Regions from separate parts of the Sus scrofa genome. Here all the other regions are linked to region 1. A link is a contact called in public HiChIP or PLAC-seq and promoter capture Hi-C data. All regions are on one chromosome and are shown on one strand. Each heading gives the region's core, a stretch centred on a gene start, on an enhancer-like site or on the middle of the called end of the contact. The rest is flanking DNA. Distances are from core to core; before and after follow the strand shown.

Region 1 (2,881 bases), core at 248-2,747:
ATAGCTGGGAGCTACATAGGCTGGCAGCTACAGCTCCGATTGGACCCCTAGCGTGGAAATGGTAAGACTTGGGTAAGGATCCTGGCTCCATTATTTGTTAGTCAACTACATTTGGGGAGTTAGTTTCTCTAAATCTCATGTTCCTCAATTGTCAAGTGCAAATAACACTGCTTCTTAATGTTGTGAGGATTAAATGAACTAAAGTAAAACCCTGTTATTCAAGCAAGTTCACTCTGCTATTGCGGTCCCCACTCTGCCCCGCAAGGTGAGTAGTATGTTGAGTTTGTTGCCAAGACTGCTTCGGAAGTCCAGTATTATTCAGATAAATGTTGCTCCAGTTGAAAAGAACAAGAGTTAAAAATGAGATGAATTGTGTTCTGGGAACCCAGTTGAGAAATAATGGGATGTTACAATAAATGGGCGGAGGGAATTTGTGTGTGCCTGTGTTTTCACCTGCACCTCTTTCAAGCATGCAGACCCTTGTGCATGTTTACTTATGTAGTTGGCAGTGTCCAACTATACTGTCAAAACTGCCACTGTGTGACCTTGGACGAGTGACCTCAGCTGTGCCTCAGTTAGGAATTTCCTGGAGTTCCTGTTGTGGTTCAGTGGGTTAAGGACTTGATGTTGTTTCTGTGAGGATGCAGGTTTGATCTCTGGTCTTGCTCAGTGGGTTAAGGATCCCACCTTCCTGCAAGCTGTGGTCACTGCTGTGCTGCTGTTTCCATCTCTGGCCCCAGAGCTTCCACATGCTACAGGTGTAGCCAAAAGGAAAAAGAATTTGCAAAATTACCTGTTACATATTAAGTCTTTTTTAAAATGTTTAAGTTTTTGTTTTGTGTTTTGTGTGTGTGTGTGTGTGTGTGTGTGTGTGTGTGTGTGTGTGTGTGTGTTTAAGGAGTATCACGATCTTTGGTATTACTCCCCTTCAGAGCTCTGGGCTCCTCTAAATTTTGGGCATTTGGGCCCCCCTGGTGGCCACACCTTTAAATTGCTTCCAGTGGGCCTCAGAGTTGCAAGTGAGGTGGGCAGGCGATTTACACCTTGGTTGTCATTCCACCTTCACTGAGAATGGGGAAGGAGTGGCCAGTGTAAATTCTTTAGCCCCAGCTAAACTCCAAGGTGTGAAAGGAGTCAGAGAGAGGACTTGAGGCCTTCAAGAAATTAGAGGAATAACGGTATAAGAGAAAAATGTTTTTTGCCCAATTTAGTCTTTTGAGTAGCCGAGGGCTTAGCTTTGGTTTCTAGCGTCTGGGGCTGGGCACTTAAGAGGGCCATTTTTCACAGACGGTATAGCCAGCTGGCCTCTCTGTCTTGGTCCTCACCAGATCCTCTGACCACCTGGGGGATGGGGGTCGGGGGTCGGGAGTGAATCCCGTGAACTCGCGGCACATCTCGGCTGTAATCCTTCCGAGCCTAGGACCCAGCGGCTGCAGGACAGCCCTGGCCCCGCCTCTCGAGCATCAGCGCTCGTGGATTGGCCCTCGGCAGCAAGGCTCCGCCCCCGCCATGGCTGCCGCCCGCCGACTGAGCTACTAAGTGGCTGCCGGGGTATTGGTCTCCGCTGCAGTTTCCCGGCTGCTCTGTGTCGGCGGGCTGGTGGCGCATGGGTCTCCTCCGAGGCGTGCCCCCATGCGCTCGGGCCATGGCACGCCTGGGCGCTGTGCGCTCCCACTATTGTGCGCTGCTCCTGGCCGCGGCGCTTGCGGTCTGTGCCTTTTACTACCTCGGCTCCGGCCGGGAGACCTTCTCCAGCGCCACCAAGAGGCTGAAGGAGGCCCGCGCCGGGGCCCCAGCCGTGCCCTCGCCGCCGGTGCTGGAGGTGGCGCGGGGCTCCGTGGCGCCAGCCCTGGGTGCTAAGGCCAAGAGCCTGGAGAGCGGCGGGGCTGGGCCGGTGGACTACCACCTGCTGATGATGTTCACCAAGGCGGAACACAATGCCGCGCTGCAGGCCAAGGCTCGCATCGCGCTCCGCTCCCTGCTGCGCCTTGCTAAGTTCGAGGCGAATGAGGTGCTTAACCTGCACTTCGTGAGCGAGGAGGCCAGCCGCGAGGTGGCCAAGGCCCTGCTGCGAGAGCTGCTGCCGCCCGCCGCCGGCTTCAAGTGCAAGGTGAGCAGGGGCCTCAGCTGGAGGCTCCGGGCGGGTGGCTCTGTCAGTGCGCGCGCCCCACCAGGCTCAGGGGGTCGGGAGGGAGGCGACTTCGCTGCGCTGCCTACTGTCAACGCCAACTCGCACCCTCTCCCCGAAGTGGACTGGAGGCATCGTCGGGGGCGTGTCCGGGTGGGTGCCTCGGCGTTAGCTGACTACCCTGACCTGGTATCCCCCTTTAACTGTGGCCCCCTTGAGAATCGGCACGCCCCTTCCTTACTAGCGTTGCAGGGTTCACTGGTGAGTGCCTTCCAGTCTGCCCCTCTTTTTAATCTCCTCCAGTCTTTGGCTTTTGAGGATGGAACAGGTCATTTGAAGCACCAGTATTCTTCTGCTGCAGAATCTGATAGACAGGGTCGTAGGCCTCTTGAATTCTTGAAGTTACAGTGGCATTTCTCATAGCTCCAAGGTATCTCAGTCGGAACTGGTCAAGCTCCAGTGTGAACCACCTCATCTCCTTTATGTGTCCCTTCTCCCCCACCCTCTAGGGTCATGAGCTCATTTAGAGAAGCAGAGGGTTCTTCCCAGGGAGGAAGAGAACGCTCCAGGAGGTACAGATAAGATCTGGGGAGAGCAGGGCAGAGCTAGTCATTGGACCAACCTGCCTCCTCATCCTCTGGCTTCACCACCTGGCTCTGCTCGGGGATTCCTAGCTTAGTGTCAATGGCCTCAGTTAAATTGCTTGCCTCCTTTTAACCTCATGGTTGCACAGAGGGGACTGATTTTGGAATA
Region 2 (2,881 bases), core at 122-2,621, 220 kb before region 1:
GGAGCTGGGGGTGGGGGTGGGGAGGTGGGTGGGTATATAAAGCTGCCATCACAGAACCACACGTTGGGTGGTTTTAAACAATAGAAATGTAATGTCTCTCAGTCTGGAGACTAGCAGTCCAAGATCAAGGTGTCAGCAGGATTGGTTCCTTCTGAGAGCACTAAAGGAAGTCTTTTCCATGCTTTTGCCACCTTTGGCTAGCCCCAGGTGGCCCTTGGCTTGTAGATGCATCACCCCAATCCTCTGTCTTCACATGGCCTTCTTCCTATAGGGACATCAGTCATTTTAGATTAGGGGCCCACCTTACTCCAGTACAGCCTCATCTTAACCAATTAGATCTCCATGGAGTACCCTTTGTGGCTCAGTGGAAATGAATATGACTAGTACCCATGAGGATGCAGGTTTGATCCCTGACCTTGCTCAGAGGGTTAAGGATCTGGCATTGCAGTGAGCTATGGTAGAGGTCGCAGACACAGCTTGGATCCCGTGTGGCTGTGGCTGTGGCGTAGGCCAGCAGTTGCATCTCCTATTCAGCCCCTAGCCTGGGAACTTCCACATGCCATGGATGTGGCCCTAAAAAGACCAGAAAAAAAAAAAAAATATATATATATACATTGACACTATTTCTAAACAAGTTTACATTCTGAGGTACTGAGTGTCAGAGATTTAACATAGCTTAATTTTAGGGAGACATGATGCAACCCATAACAGAAGGCGACTTGCTTAAATCTCTGAGACCTCCACATTTCCCACCTGTACAACTTCAGTGTGAGTGCTGCATGCAGAGAGCCTGGGTGGCTGGAGTAAACACCCCCTCCCCCCGACCCCAGCTTGACTTTAGATACAGCCTAGTTCTGAGATTGTTCCCAGAGCTTCAAATTCCTGTCCTTTTCAAGAATCCACTTCTCCTTACTAGAGCCACAGCACCCGCAACCAGGAAACCAACACATCCTGACACCCTAGAGCCTGAGGTCTCTTCGCTTTCATCAAAGTCTTCCCTGGTATCTTTCATTCACACTCAGGCAGAGAGAACTTGGGGAGAGTGTGTGCCAGAGAGTTGTTGCCTCTGCCCTCTTTTTCCTCATTTGGGACTCATCTTATTAAGAGCTAGATAGTTCCTAAGGCTTCTGGCCTATTTCAGCCAGTGTTAGACAGCTGGTTATGCTACAAAGAGTTCCCAAGATGTGGGGGGAGACAGGTTATAAACCACAATTCTAGGAATTCCTGCCATAGATACCTTCCATGGGATTACCAACAAAGAGGGAGAAGGTGGTAAAATGGGGAAATATCAGACTAGAAGAAGTTTCAAGTTCTATGACGACACTTTAAAGATAGGTTGTGTGACAGCAGTGGTCAGGTCACTTCCTCTATCCTTCAGCTTTTCCAATGGTAAGAAGAAGTTGGATTATTTCAAAGCTGATGTTCTATGACTTCACAAAAGTCAATACGATCTCACAATACGTCTCTAAGGACCAATCCAATGCTGATATTTCATGAGTTTATAATGGAGGGTTCAGTTTTTTATGCTAGTTAAACGGAAAGAAACTCCATTTCTCTCAAAGTCAATATTTTGGGAGAATGATGTCACTTTCGAGCCTCAATTTTCAGATCTATAAAATACAGAAATAAAACAATATGAACCTCATGAACTGGTGGGAGCGAGGGAGCTTCAGAGAGATGCACAACTCTGTAACGACTCACGCCAGAAACCTCTCCAAGGTTCTTTGAAACAGCTCCTGGGTTCAACTCCGCGGAAGGGGCGAGCCCACCCAGCAGACCAGAGAGGGCGGGGCGAGGAGGTTGGCATTGTTCTGGCCCCGCCCCCGCCCCGCCCTAGATATCGCGAGAGGGCGGGCCCGCTTGGCTTCGGCGTCGGCGTCGCTCCGGCGCTGTGGCGCTAGGCCGCCTTCATTCCGCGGGCCACGGATAAAGTGCCGGTGGACAAGGGCGCGCGAAGGGCCGCCAGCCACGCGGGGTCGGCGAGACGCCTGAGCGTCCGAGTCGTGTCGTGACAACGATTCTGGTGGGTGTCTCCGCGACAGCAGGTGCAGCCGCTTCAGCCCCAAGCGGGCTCGGCGGCTGCCTGGCGAGTCTCTGCTCGCGCCCAGCCTTTTCCTTCCTGGACCCAACGCTAAGCAGCGACGCTGAGCCGACCGCCGGAGCGGCGGGCAATGGCGGCCTCGACGGCCTCGCACCGGCCCATCAAGGGGATCTTGAAGAACAAGAGTTCTACGACTTCCTCTATGGTGGCCTCGGCCGAACAGCCCGGCAGGAGTGTTGACGAAGAGCTGAGGTGAGAGCCGCGAGGGACGGCCGCTGGTCGTCCGGGGCAGCCTGGGAAACCCCTCCTTCCCGGCCCGGGCGGCCTCGCCCTCCCCCTGCTGCCGTTGCCGACCCGCAGACCGACCCCGGACCTAGAGTTCGAGTGCGGGCCGGCAGGCGGGGCGGCCCCGTAGGTACGGCCCCGGCGCTGCTCGGGTCTCCCTCCGCCGGCTGGGCAGATGGGTGGAGTGATTTTGAAGTAGGCAGGAGTTGTGGCATTTACTGGGTTTTTCTTTCTCTTTTTTAAAGTATGGACCCATATATAATATTTTTAAAACGTATGTCATGATCTTTGAGCTTTTGGAAACTGGGAATATTAAAGAATCAAACGGAAATTTCAAAGCTTCACCTGTTAGGCATTTATTATTTCTTCACCTCCTAATCGAGTGTCTGAAAGTCCTCAGTAATCAAAAAGTGTGTTTCTTGGCTTGGGTACCCTTTAAGATCTAGTCTCAAGCTAATAAGAGACTCTCCGAAAAAGAGATAATTTCTCCATTTTCCTAATTGCTCTTCTTCCGCAGTCATTCCTTTTTAGGTGAACATTATCAAAAGCATCATG
Region 3 (2,881 bases), core at 276-2,775, 160 kb after region 1:
CAACAGCAGCAGTGCAGGAGAGGTGGGGCCCTTGCTGGACATCTCAGCTCTTCTCTTCTTTGAGCACATGGTCCCCTTCCTGGGGCCTTGATGGAGGCCTTAGCAAACAGGGTAGAAACCTAAGCTTTTCATTTGCAGAGAGCAAAGAGAGACCACGTGAGTTTTGACTGGAATCCGATCTGGAGAAAGGGCAGCTGTGCCCCAGTCATCCCGCAGGAATCCTGCAGAGCCAGTGGGGTCTTCCCTCCAGGGGGAGCACGGGGACAGTGCTGGGGGCGCCCCCCCCAACCCCGGCCCAGACCCTCCTGCCCGCCTTTCCCTCCTTCAGCCAGAAACCCTCAGCCTTGTTGTTTCAACTGCACAGCGCAGGTTACCAGCTATTGTTCTTGGAAGCTTTTCTGTGATCTTAGGACCTTTGAGAAAAGAACAAACAGCTACAAAAACACAGGGTAGTTAAAAAATGTTTGCGATTTTTGTGCTGCATGGAACAAAAGAGGCATTCAGGAGACTCAGCATTGTTCCGGGGGAGCGGGACGGCCCCCTTCTCCCTTGGGAGCATCCCACTGCCAGCTGTGGAATGTCTTAGACCGTAGTCTCGCGGTGTTGGGCTTCTCCTCCATACGGGGTCTGGCCTGGGGTCGCTCTTGCACTTGGAATCACCTTTAATGCTCACTCGGTTTCCATCTAATGCAGTCTTTCCTCTCATTGGGAAAAGTGGCTCCATATTATCACCCAGTCGGTCCCCTTAGTTTCGTACTAGTTACCAGCTACCCCGTCTCTTTCTGAATGCCTTCGACAGCCTATCCTCAGCAGGGATAATAAAGTCATATTTATTTATATAGCAACACAGTGTACATAGTAATTTCCTTTATTGTTTCATTATACAGGAATCACCTCTATTTTATCAAAGGTAGAATTGAGGTTCGAAGCAGGGATATTGCTCAGCTAGTAACTAGCGGAGCCCGATGAACGCAGTGCTCTTAGAACCCTACTAAGATGCCGCCTTCAAGAAACTAAATTTGGAAGGCCTATGGCCTCCGCTTCCTGGGGAATCCTAAAACACTGTGGACCCACTGTTGTCTTTGAGGCTCTCAAACCCTGGGCCCAGGACTCTCTCATTCTGAGCTGGTGCATTTCCCCCATGGCGGCCCAGGGACCCCCAGCCCTGCAGCAGGGGGCTGTAAGGAGCCAAGGTGCTCCTGGGCCTTCTCCGGGGCCACACGCTTTAATCACCTCTTCCTGTGCCTCCTGCTGCTTCCACGCCTGGTTTAATCTGCGCAGCCTTCCCTGTGTAAGTCAAGGCCAGACGAGCTCAGCAGGGGGCATCTGGGGCTGAGCGTGGACACCGCCATTTGGACGTGGAGGGTCTTTGCCTGCATCCTCTCCAAATCCCCAGGCTTCTCTGGAAGAGTAACGGCTTGACCTGCCATCAGGAAATTCCTGAGACGCATACTCAACACCAGTCTGAGGAACTGGGGCTGTTTAGTCAAGATAAGAGAGAGCCCGTGGGGGCACGATCCCTGTCTTCATGTCAGAGGAAATACGCTTGTTCCTTGTGGCTCCAGGGGGCAGGGCTTTGAGCAGAGAGTGGATGCTTGGATGCGGTGAGGTTCAGCACCATGTGAAAAAGACCTCACTACTCGGAGTTTTCAGAAAGAAAAAAAAAAAAAAAGAGAGTATGTGATCCGGGGCAGCGTGCATTTTCTCTCCCTGGAAATTCCTGTTCCTCTGAGGAGGAGGCTATGACGTGGGCTTCAGGGAACGGCAGCTCCAGCCCTAAGTGGTGAATGAGATAACCATTTCCCTTTACACCTATTGGCCTGTGATGGCACCGTCCACGGTGTCCTTTAGAACCAAGCTGCCCTCAAGGACCAAGTCGACCCAGGACAGGGCTCTGGAGGCACTCCAATGGCTGAAGAGGATCAGGGACAAAGGAGGCCACCGACCTCTCTCCCTATGAGGGACCCGTGCTTTTGGTCTTAGCCTTATTTCTCTGGGTGCGGAGCGGGTGGTGGGGGCGGTAGCGGTGGTGGTGACCACAAGGGCCTATGAGTGGTTTCTATAGAGACGATGAGCTGAGTTGGCGCACGGCTGGGCTGTCCTGATTGCTGGCTCTCCTGGTGGGGTCTTGAGAGAGGAGAGGATATGTTACAGCTCATTTCCACATTCTCACCTTGCAGACCGTGGGAGAAGTTTGCTGGAAAGAGCAGCGTGGCGGAAGGGCGGGGCTGCCCTTCCAGCAGCCTTGTGAGTTGGAAGTATGGATGGAGGGGGGCAAGGACTCCCCAGATTGTGACCTTTTCATGATTCATCATTCTTCAGTGCAGGAACGTGTGTGTGTGTGTGTGTGTGTGTGTGTGTGTGTGTGTGTGTGTGTGTGAGAGAGAGAGACAGAGAGAGAGAGAGAGCGTGAGAGAGACAAACACACGTGGACAGACAGACGGACAGAGGAGAGATGCTCCAGTTTTGTTTTCTCTGTTCCCTTTGTCTCCCTGTCTGAGCTCCACACCAAATAACTCATTTTATTTTATTTTTATTTCCCCAATACATTCTTTTTTTTCCTAATGTTCAGCATGGCGACCCAGTTACACATACATGTATACATTGTTTTTTCTCACATTTATCATGCTCCATCATAAGTGACCAGACATAGCTCTCAGTGCTGCACAGCAGGATCTCATTGCTCATCCATTCCAAAGGCAATAATCTGCGTCTATTAACCCCAAGCTCCCAATCCACCCCACTCCCTCCCCTTCCCCCTTGGCAACCACAGAATCTTTCCAGACTTTTACCTATGCTTATCAAAATTATATAGTTACACACACCAACACATATGTGTTAAGATTTTTTTAAGTAATTGTTTTCTAAAAATGGGATATTA

The links. Promoter capture Hi-C pulls out the DNA fragments that hold promoters and counts their contacts. HiChIP or PLAC-seq counts read pairs in DNA pulled down with a chosen protein or histone mark.
Region 2: a contact with region 1 is called in a promoter capture Hi-C map of fetal skeletal muscle, with 4 times the contacts expected there. The contact joins the promoter of PPP1R2 here to the promoter of XXYLT1 in region 1. A contact is called at or near these places in 4 of 5 promoter capture datasets (fetal liver, fetal skeletal muscle, liver and 1 more), 2 of 47 Hi-C or Micro-C datasets (blood and skeletal muscle) and 2 of 2 datasets of contacts at active chromatin or transcription factors (alveolar macrophages and skeletal muscle).
Region 3: an H3K27ac HiChIP or PLAC-seq map of skeletal muscle shows a contact between it and region 1. The contact joins the enhancer-like site here to the promoter of XXYLT1 in region 1. A contact is called at or near these places in 17 of 47 Hi-C or Micro-C datasets (alveolar macrophages, brain, embryonic fibroblasts and 11 more) and 1 of 2 datasets of contacts at active chromatin or transcription factors (skeletal muscle).

What each region holds. Positions count from the first base shown.
Region 1 is chr13:132,268,602-132,271,482 of Sscrofa11.1, reverse strand. XXYLT1 (xyloside xylosyltransferase 1) reads left to right here and starts at 1,497. Exons shown (of 4, transcript XM_021070076.1): 1 at 1,497-2,110. The coding sequence starts at 1,607.
Region 2 is chr13:132,487,980-132,490,860 of Sscrofa11.1, reverse strand. It overlaps PPP1R2 (protein phosphatase inhibitor 2), which reads left to right and starts at 1,371. Exons shown (of 6, transcript XM_021070085.1): 1 at 1,371-2,293. The coding sequence starts at 2,172.
Region 3 is chr13:132,108,890-132,111,770 of Sscrofa11.1, reverse strand. All of the region lies in intron 3 of XXYLT1 (xyloside xylosyltransferase 1), which reads left to right. Among named protein-coding and RNA genes, the nearest start is that of XXYLT1, 160 kb to the left of the region's middle. Within about 2 kb of position 1,525, at least 9 of the 83 cell types and tissues checked have an H3K27ac peak or open chromatin away from gene starts, as enhancers often do. A contact at or near this core is called in omental adipose tissue, retroperitoneal adipose tissue and skeletal muscle, where this site is marked.